Regions from separate parts of the Mus musculus genome. Here region 1 is linked to region 2. Evidence: chromatin contacts called from public HiChIP or PLAC-seq data. All regions are on one chromosome and are shown on one strand. Each heading gives the region's core, a stretch centred on a gene start, on an enhancer-like site or on the middle of the called end of the contact. The rest is flanking DNA. Distances are from core to core; before and after follow the strand shown. Region 1 holds the start of Tctex1d4 (Tctex1 domain containing 4). Region 2 overlaps Eif2b3 (eukaryotic translation initiation factor 2B, subunit 3).

The links. HiChIP or PLAC-seq counts read pairs in DNA pulled down with a chosen protein or histone mark.
Region 1: a contact with region 2 is called in an HNF4G HiChIP or PLAC-seq map of pancreatic cancer cells. The contact joins the promoter of Tctex1d4 here to the enhancer-like site in region 2. A contact is called at or near these places in 1 of 39 promoter capture datasets (macrophages), 3 of 15 datasets of contacts at CTCF or cohesin (CD8 T cells, the NIH/3T3 cell line and large pre-B cells), 5 of 484 Hi-C or Micro-C datasets (the G1E-ER4 cell line, cerebral cortex and embryonic stem cells), 12 of 115 datasets of contacts at active chromatin or transcription factors (the 230-238 cell line, the 3134 cell line, the SCID.adh cell line and 6 more) and 3 of 9 other capture datasets (adipose tissue, liver and pancreatic islet).

Annotation. Positions count from the first base shown.
Region 1 is chr4:117,124,735-117,128,658 of GRCm38.p6, forward strand. Tctex1d4 (Tctex1 domain containing 4) reads left to right here and starts at 2,079. Exons shown (of 4, transcript NM_175030.2): 1 at 2,079-2,124; 2 at 2,248-2,354; 3 at 2,542-2,610; 4 at 3,237-3,924. The coding sequence starts at 3,248. The coding sequence ends at 3,907. Btbd19 (BTB (POZ) domain containing 19) reads right to left here and starts at 924. Exons shown (of 8, transcript NM_001384196.1): 1 at 595-924. The coding sequence starts at 680. Plk3 (polo like kinase 3) reads right to left here. Exons shown (of 15, transcript NM_013807.3): 15 at 3,921-3,924.
Region 2 is chr4:117,069,410-117,072,982 of GRCm38.p6, forward strand. It overlaps Eif2b3 (eukaryotic translation initiation factor 2B, subunit 3), which reads left to right. Exons shown (of 12, transcript NM_001111277.2): 10 at 1,230-1,378. Among named protein-coding and RNA genes, the nearest start is that of Ptch2, 25 kb to the right of the region's middle. Within about 2 kb of position 1,937, at least 24 of the 459 cell types and tissues checked have an H3K27ac peak or open chromatin away from gene starts, as enhancers often do. A contact at or near this core is called in pancreatic cancer cells and trophoblast stem cells, where this site is marked.

The DNA of each region.
Region 1 (3,924 bases), core at 829-3,328, 55 kb after region 2:
AAAAAACCGAGAATTATGGCAGTCTTAACCCTGGGGAGCAGGGCAGCCTCTGAGAGTCTGGGGATGGGAAACAGAGTTCTTGTCTCCCATGACCAGCCCTGCCCCCAGTGAACTCTATTCCTGGTTTCAGACAGCACTAGTCTCTTGGGCAAGCAGTGGGTGGTCGGAAACCTTGAACTACTTCCTGTCTGGGTCTCCGGCTCGATCCTTTGGGCTTCGTTCCTCTTATGAATCGCTAGAGCCATCCATACCTCTGTCTCTTCAAGATAAGACGTTCCAGTGCTCAGTCGAAAGCCCAATGGGGGTGAATCAAATCATAACCCATCTTTCAGGGCCGAGGGGGTGGAGGAGAAGCCAGAGAACTCAGGCATTGCCTGAGTTCACACAGCTGCCCTCCCTTCTATCTGCCACTACCCCCGCCTCTGACTCTCAGGGTAGTGTGGCCACAGACAAGTAAATTTCCTCTATAGCTGACTTCCTCACAGACTGAGTTCCCCAGGGAGGCCAAGTGTTCTTTCCCGGGCTTCCTTGCCCTTAGCCTCCTCAAATTCACAGGCCAGCTAGGGAAAACCCCCCAGGGGGCCACTGCCTCACCTGTACTGGGGGTTGTTGATGAGGCTTCGAAGTGCTGTGGAAAAGGGTGCAGCCTGCCCACGTACCACCAGTCCTGGGTTCTCCATAAGTGCAGTGGGCAGTAGGTTAAAGGGTGGAACAGTCTAGAAGGCCTAGCCAGGCCAAGAAAGACCTGAGAGGGAGGGCAGGAGCTGGAGGCCTGTTTGCCGAGGAGCTAAAATATAGGAGCAGAAAGGCCCAGGTCCTTAAAGAAGGCCTGAGGTTCAGGAAAGGGATGCAGATGCAGACAGGACCCAGAGAAGAAGCTGGGGCTAGAAAGGCCTATGATCCCGGGAGAGGCTGGTGGTGGATGAGGCCCAGGTTGGGAATCTGCCCAGGCAGCAGCTGGGTGGGAAGCCTGTGGGTTTCCATAGAAACTGGAGCTGAGCCTGAGGAGGCCCCGCCCATCTCCCTATACGCCCAGGGGGGGAAAAAAATCAGCAGTAGAAGGGCCCTAAGATGAGTCTGAGGGCCCTAGTGCTGGCTGGCTCCCCGCCTACACTGAGTTCAGAATCCAAGGCCTCTGCTTTTCTAATCCCTTCCCACGGCTGCATTTTAGAAACACCCGAGACATCACCCCATCAGGGAAAATTCTCAAACCTAAGTGTGGTTTTCAAGGCTCAGACTTAGCTTGCCTGGGAGGGGGCAGCCCCACACCTCCCAGAGCAGGGGAGGTGAGGTGTCAGTTCTAACAGGAGTAGCGCAGCCTCTGGCAGCCCCGAAAAGCAATCCCCCTAAGGAAAGAGGTGCTGCCTACAGGTCCCAGACACGTGAGTAGGTCAGCAAAGGTTAAGAAACCGGACTTAGAATCACTGAGTCATGGCCATGCCAGGCCTGGGTCCTTCCCGCTGAACCAATAGGCCTCCCTTCAGCACATAGCTCTGAACTAAGGAAGTCATCCAAGCCCCACCCTGCCCTGAAGCGGAAATGTTTGTCCTTGTTGAGGCTGCTGGGGAGAATGCTGAACCATGACGTGCTCTTTCCTGTGAGCCCAGATACTAAATTCCTAAGAAGCTGCCCCCGCAATCTCAAGGTTTTAGCATATCCCAGCCCCCCCCCCCCCCCGTGACTTATTCACAGATGGCCAGGCCAGATCCAGTGGCCCCCTGGTGGGTTTTCCTCTCGTGGACCTGTGAATTAGAGGAGGCTAGCTAAGGGTGAAGAGGCAGGGAGAGATTCATATGAAATAGTGGCTCTGAAACTAGGACCTTTCTGAACAGTGCACCTCTCTCGGCACCGGCTCCCTTAGCCTGTGATGCCCTAGAACTCCAAGCCCCCGTGGACCCTCTCTCCCTGGTAACTCAGAGCGCCCCTCCTTTCTGCAGGTGCCCATAGCAGGAACACTTAGGTTATTCCAGAGTTTGGCCAGGGGAAGGATTTCTGGGAGGGAGAGGTGTGCTTGCCACAGCCCCATGGTAACTGCACAACACAAGCCTTCCTCGCCCACAGGCCTGTCAGGCCAGCTCAGTGAAGACTGTGGGGCCAGCAGAGCTTGGAGGCCAAAGGCTGCAGGTGAGTCAGATGCCTGCGGGAGTTTCAGGGGAAGAGGGCATCCGTCTCATAGGTGATTCCGAAGGAGTTAGAGACCCAAGCAGGACGATGGAAGTTGCTTCTCCCCATGTCTCCCACCTCCAGATGCAGCCGGTGGAGAGGGAGAAAAGTCCCACCGTACACAGAGCAGGGAAGATGATTAAGTTCTCTACCTCTGAGGCTACAGAGAGCTGTGGGAGTGATGGAGTCGGGTCTGTCCCTTCTGGCTATTGAAGAAACCCAGAAACCAGCTTCATGTCCCCATTCTGCTGATGAAGTCAAGTGGGAGGAGAAAGGGGAAGTGGATCTAGCCTCCTGTGACCAAGGGAAAGGAACACTGGGTAGAGGTTCCATGACCATAGACTAAGCAGCCCCTTTCCTTGCTTGTGTCTCTCACAGCTCTTAACCGGCTCTAAGCACCTAGTAGGCACACAGCCCCAATCTGACCTACTTGTTCCAAACGTACAGGTAAGAAAGGGCTATGGAGTGGCTATAGACAAGGTATATATGCCTATAGTCTCCTAGGGAGACAGTGAATGTAGTCATGCCTATAATCCCACCATTCCGGAGTTGGAGGCAGGGAGATGGAGTTCAAGGCCAGCCTCAGGTACATAAAAGAGTTGACAACAGCCTTTGATCGCAGCACTCAGGAAGCAGAAAACAGATGGATCTTGATGAGTTTGAGGCTAGCCTGGTCTACAAAGCCAGTTCCAGGACAGCCAGGGCTACAAAGGGAAATACTGTTTTAAGAAAGAAAAAAAGAAAAAAGAAAGAAAAGCTGGGCAGTGGTGGTGCTCGCCTTTAATCCCAGCACTTGGGAGGCAGAGGCAGGTGGATTTCTGAGTTCCAGGCCAGCCTGGTCTACAGAGTGATTTTTCAGGACAGCCAGGGCTACACAGAGAAACCCTGTTTCAGAAAAAAAAAAAAAGGAGAGAGGAAGAGAGAGTTGGAGGCCATATGAGACCTTGTCTCAAACACACAAGAGGTCGTGTGAGCACACACTCAAAAAGAAAAGTGTCTACTTCACAGAGCAAGAGGCTGGATGTAGGGTGATCTCAGCCTATGAGGGCCACTCCTAAGTATGGATCTTCCAGCAGGCAGGTCCATGGCTTGCAGGACCCTGCCATCCAGACGCCAGGAAGAGGAGACTACCAAAGACCTGGCTCTGAAATTACCACCAGGGAAACCTGGAGGTCACCTGCCCAGCATTGATGAGACCCGACCTATAGGCCCAGGCCCAGCCTCCCGTCGTGGCTCCCTGCCGGGCCTACACCCATCCTTTTCGCGCCGCAACTCACTGGCGGGACCCTTAGTGGGTCCTGGAGGTCGACGACCATCCCTGGGCCCAGTGCCCCCTCTAGGTTCACGAGTTAGTTTTTCTGGGCTGCCCCTGATGCTTCCCCGTAGGATGGCACCCTCATACCGCTTAGAACCGGCGCCTGGGGAACACTGGGAAGCTGCAGGTGCCCAGCGGGCCCTGGAGGCAGCACTGACCACACAGCTGAACGGTGTGTGCTACTGCGGTTCTGAGGCAGGGAAACTGGTGCAGGCACTATGTGAACAGATACACACCCGCGTGAGGGAGCTCAACCTACCCCGCTACAAACTCGTGTGCAACGTGGTGCTGGGGCCACGCGAGGGACAGGGTGTGCATGTGGTCAGCCGAGCACTCTGGGATGCGGTGCACGATGGACTGGCCTCTGCCACCTTCACCAACCCTTCTCTGTTTGCTGTGGCTACCGTCCACGCGGTCTACTGGGAATGATAAGGCCTTCAAGTTCT
Region 2 (3,573 bases), core at 687-3,186:
TAAAGACTTCGTGGAGGGAGGGCATAGGGGGTTTTGGGGATAGCATTTGAAATATAAATGAAGAAAATATCTAATAAAAAAAATATGTCAAGATTAAAAAAAAATGAAGACTTCCTGAAGCTAGATGAAGTGGCACACTCCTGCCGCCATGACATTCAGGAGGCTAAAGTAAAAGGACTGTGAGTTCTAAGGTAGCCTGAGATACATAGCAAGAAGGAGACATGCTTAGGGTTTCATAGTAAGAACTTGTCTCCAAACGCAATAAAAAGGAGGAAAGAGCTGCCACATGCTTTAATCCCAGAACTCAGTAGACAAATACATGGAGCTCTGTGAGTTTGAGGCCAGCCTGGTCTGCATAGCAAGTTCCAAGCTGTCCAGAGCTACATAGTGAGATCCTGCCCTCTCTGTCCCCCTTCCCCCACAAAAGAAAGAAAAAAAAAAAAAAAAAGAGGAAGAGACTTCCTGAGGCCCAGCATGGCATTACATGCCTATAATTGGAGCAGTAGGACCTGAGACAGGAGGATTGCAAGTTCTAAGCTAACCTGGGCTACATAGTAAGACCTGTCTCAGAGTAAAAAGAGGACAAAGATTTCCAGGGCAAATAATGACCCTACAACCAGGAGTCCATGTGGTGCTGGGCTCAGGGCAGGAGCTTTCACTCTGCTCCTTTCTTTACTTTCCAGTTTGAACGCTCTGTTCAGGAGAGTGCATCTAAAGGGTGTTGTGATAGTATAACTTATGTTTGTCTGGTTGGTTGGTTGGTTGGTTGGAGCCAAAGTCTCACAATGTAGCTCTGTGTCCTGGAAGTAAATACTAAACCGGGTTGGCTTCAAACTCAGAGAGATCAGCCTGCCTCTGCCTCCCAAGTACTGAGGTTAAAGGTGTGTGCCACCATGCCTGGTTTAAACATGTAATCAGCCAGTCGGAGACCAAGGCAGGAAGATAATTTGGAGGCCAACCTGGGCTAAGTATACAAAATGTGAGTACATACATATGTTGATTTATGTGATTTTTTTTTTTTTTCTTGTCAGAGGAGGGCTGACACTTCAGTGTTAGTTGGAGCTGGTATTAGGAAAGCTGTTTGATCCACTGGGTCTTGAGACATACCGCTAATCACCCACCCTAAGTTGTTTCTATAGGAAGATTCCATTAGATACCAGCTCAAAGAATGGGGGTTGATTTCTAGTTGGTTGAGATGGATGGACAGGGTTTCTGTTTGCCTTCTGCAGATTGGAGCTGATAGCCTCATCGGGCCAGATACACAAATTGGAGAGAAGTCATCTATTAAGCACTCTGTCATTGGCTCATCCTGTGTCATACGAGACAGAACGTCTATTACCAATTGCCTCCTCATGAACTCTGTCACCGTGGAAGAAGGGTATGTCTCCCTCTGTGCCTTTTTGAGCAAGGCTTCTGGTAGCCCTAGGAGCCTTATCAGTCCTACCCAGAAGAGTTTGCTTTGGGACAGGAAGGAAGGGAAGGGAAGGAAGAAGGTTGGTGCCTTTGGAGTTTGATTTTTTTTTCCTCCACAGTGACATGAACTCAGAATATCACTTCTACCCTCCCACACCAGAACACAGTGCTCCTGTGAGAAACTGCTGAGAACTCTTCCTTAGGGTCCAACAGTAGTGAGCCCTTCCCAGTGCTGCAGTGACATTGTGACAATGCCTAAGTGTCATTTTCCCCTGTGACTGTCCCAGAGCTGCCTTGAGGCAGAGGCACAGGAGGAGTGGACATACTGTGCTTTGAGGGCAAGCTTCTCTATACATTTTGACTTTAACCCAAGCTGGCCTAGTACTTGCTATGTAACCCAGTCTGGCCTCCTACCCATATGCCCTCTGCTTCAGACCCTGAGTGCTGCGATGGTATGTACACAGTACCATCCCTGGCAGAGTACTTGAAGGCATACCAAACTTTTGACATCATGATACACCATTGTCATCTACAAAGTTCACACTCAAAGACTACACAGCTGGGGCTTAGGCGATGACTCATAGGTAAGAACACTTGCTACACAGGCATGAGGACCTGAGTCTGAATCCTCAACACACACAAAAGCCAGGCGTGGCCACATGTGCCTTTAACTGCAGTATTGGAATGGGGAGACTGATGGGTCCTGAACACACCGTGAAACAGCGCTTCAGGGTCAGTAAAACACCTTGTTTCAAGGGAATAAGGCTGAGCGTGATAGAACAGAACAGCCCCATAATCTTTAACGCTTCCAACTCTATTCAAAGTCCAAAGCTGGGGCCTGGAGAGATGGCCCTGCGGTTGAGAATAATTACAGCCCTTACAGAGGACCCAAGTGTGGTTCCCAGTATGTACATCTAGCAGTTCACAATTGCCCATAACTCCAGCTTAGAGGCTCTAGTGCCCCTCTCTGTCTCTGCAGGCACACACACATATATGTACACACAAATATCACATATATAAAAAATAAAACTTGAAAGTAAAAGTACAAAGTCCATGATGAGGGATATAGTTATTGTGTGCTATTGTCTAGCATATATGTGCAAGGCCTTGGGTTTAATTCTGAGGATCAGGAATTCAAGATCATCTTCAGCTACACAGGGATTCAAGACCAGCCAGGAATGCATGGGACTGCCTCAAAACAACAAAAGAAACGTTTGCTGAAACTCGATTTAAAACCAATAAAAGCACGGTTCCTCAGTAGCACAGTAGGCACTCCTGTACCCAGGACGTCAGGAGCCAGAGGGAAGAATCTGCAACATAGTTAGACATTCCTGTACCCCAGGACTTCAGGAGCCAGAGGGAATAGGATTTCAAATTTAAGCCTAGCATGGGTTATAAGTTTAAGTATAAGTTGCTGTTTGAGACAGCAAGTCCTTGTCTCAAAATAAAATAAAAAGAGCCAAACATATTGTCCTATACCTTTAATCCAGCACTTGGCGGGTGGGTCTCTGAGTTAGAGAGCAGCCTGATCTATCCAGTGAATTCCAGGACAGCCAGGTCTATGTAGGAAGACCATGTCTCCAAGAAGAAAAAGAAAAAGGAAGCATAAGAGATTGGTGTGTAGCCCTGGCTGGCCTAAAACTCACCAGTACACTATACTGGCCCTGAACTCACTCACACAGATCACCTGCTTCTCCCTCTCTCGGATCAATGGTGTGTGCCGTGCCCAGTAAGGCAGAGTTTCTCCACGTAGCCCTGGCTATCCTGGAATTCCCTTTGTAAGTCTGGATGACCTCAGACTCAAAAGATCCACCTGTCCCTGCCTCCCTGGTGCTGGGATTAAGGTTTCCAACTGCCAAAACAATTTTTTTTTTAATTTTTTAAATCACTGGGCTGGCTCAGTATAGTAGCAGATTCTTAGCATTTGAGAGACAGAGGCAGGAGGACCCATATTTAGAAGCCAACCTGGGCTACACTGTGTCCAAAGAATAAGATCAAAAGGTTGTATGTGTGTGGTGGGGGGTGATATAACTCCCATTGGGCTGAATTTGTGAAGGGAGTTCAGTTGAATGTTTGTGAAATGGGACCAGCTATCCTTGAAGTCCTGGGTTCAGCAATCCTTCAACTGCCCCAATCGTACTGTACTACCACACCACACTC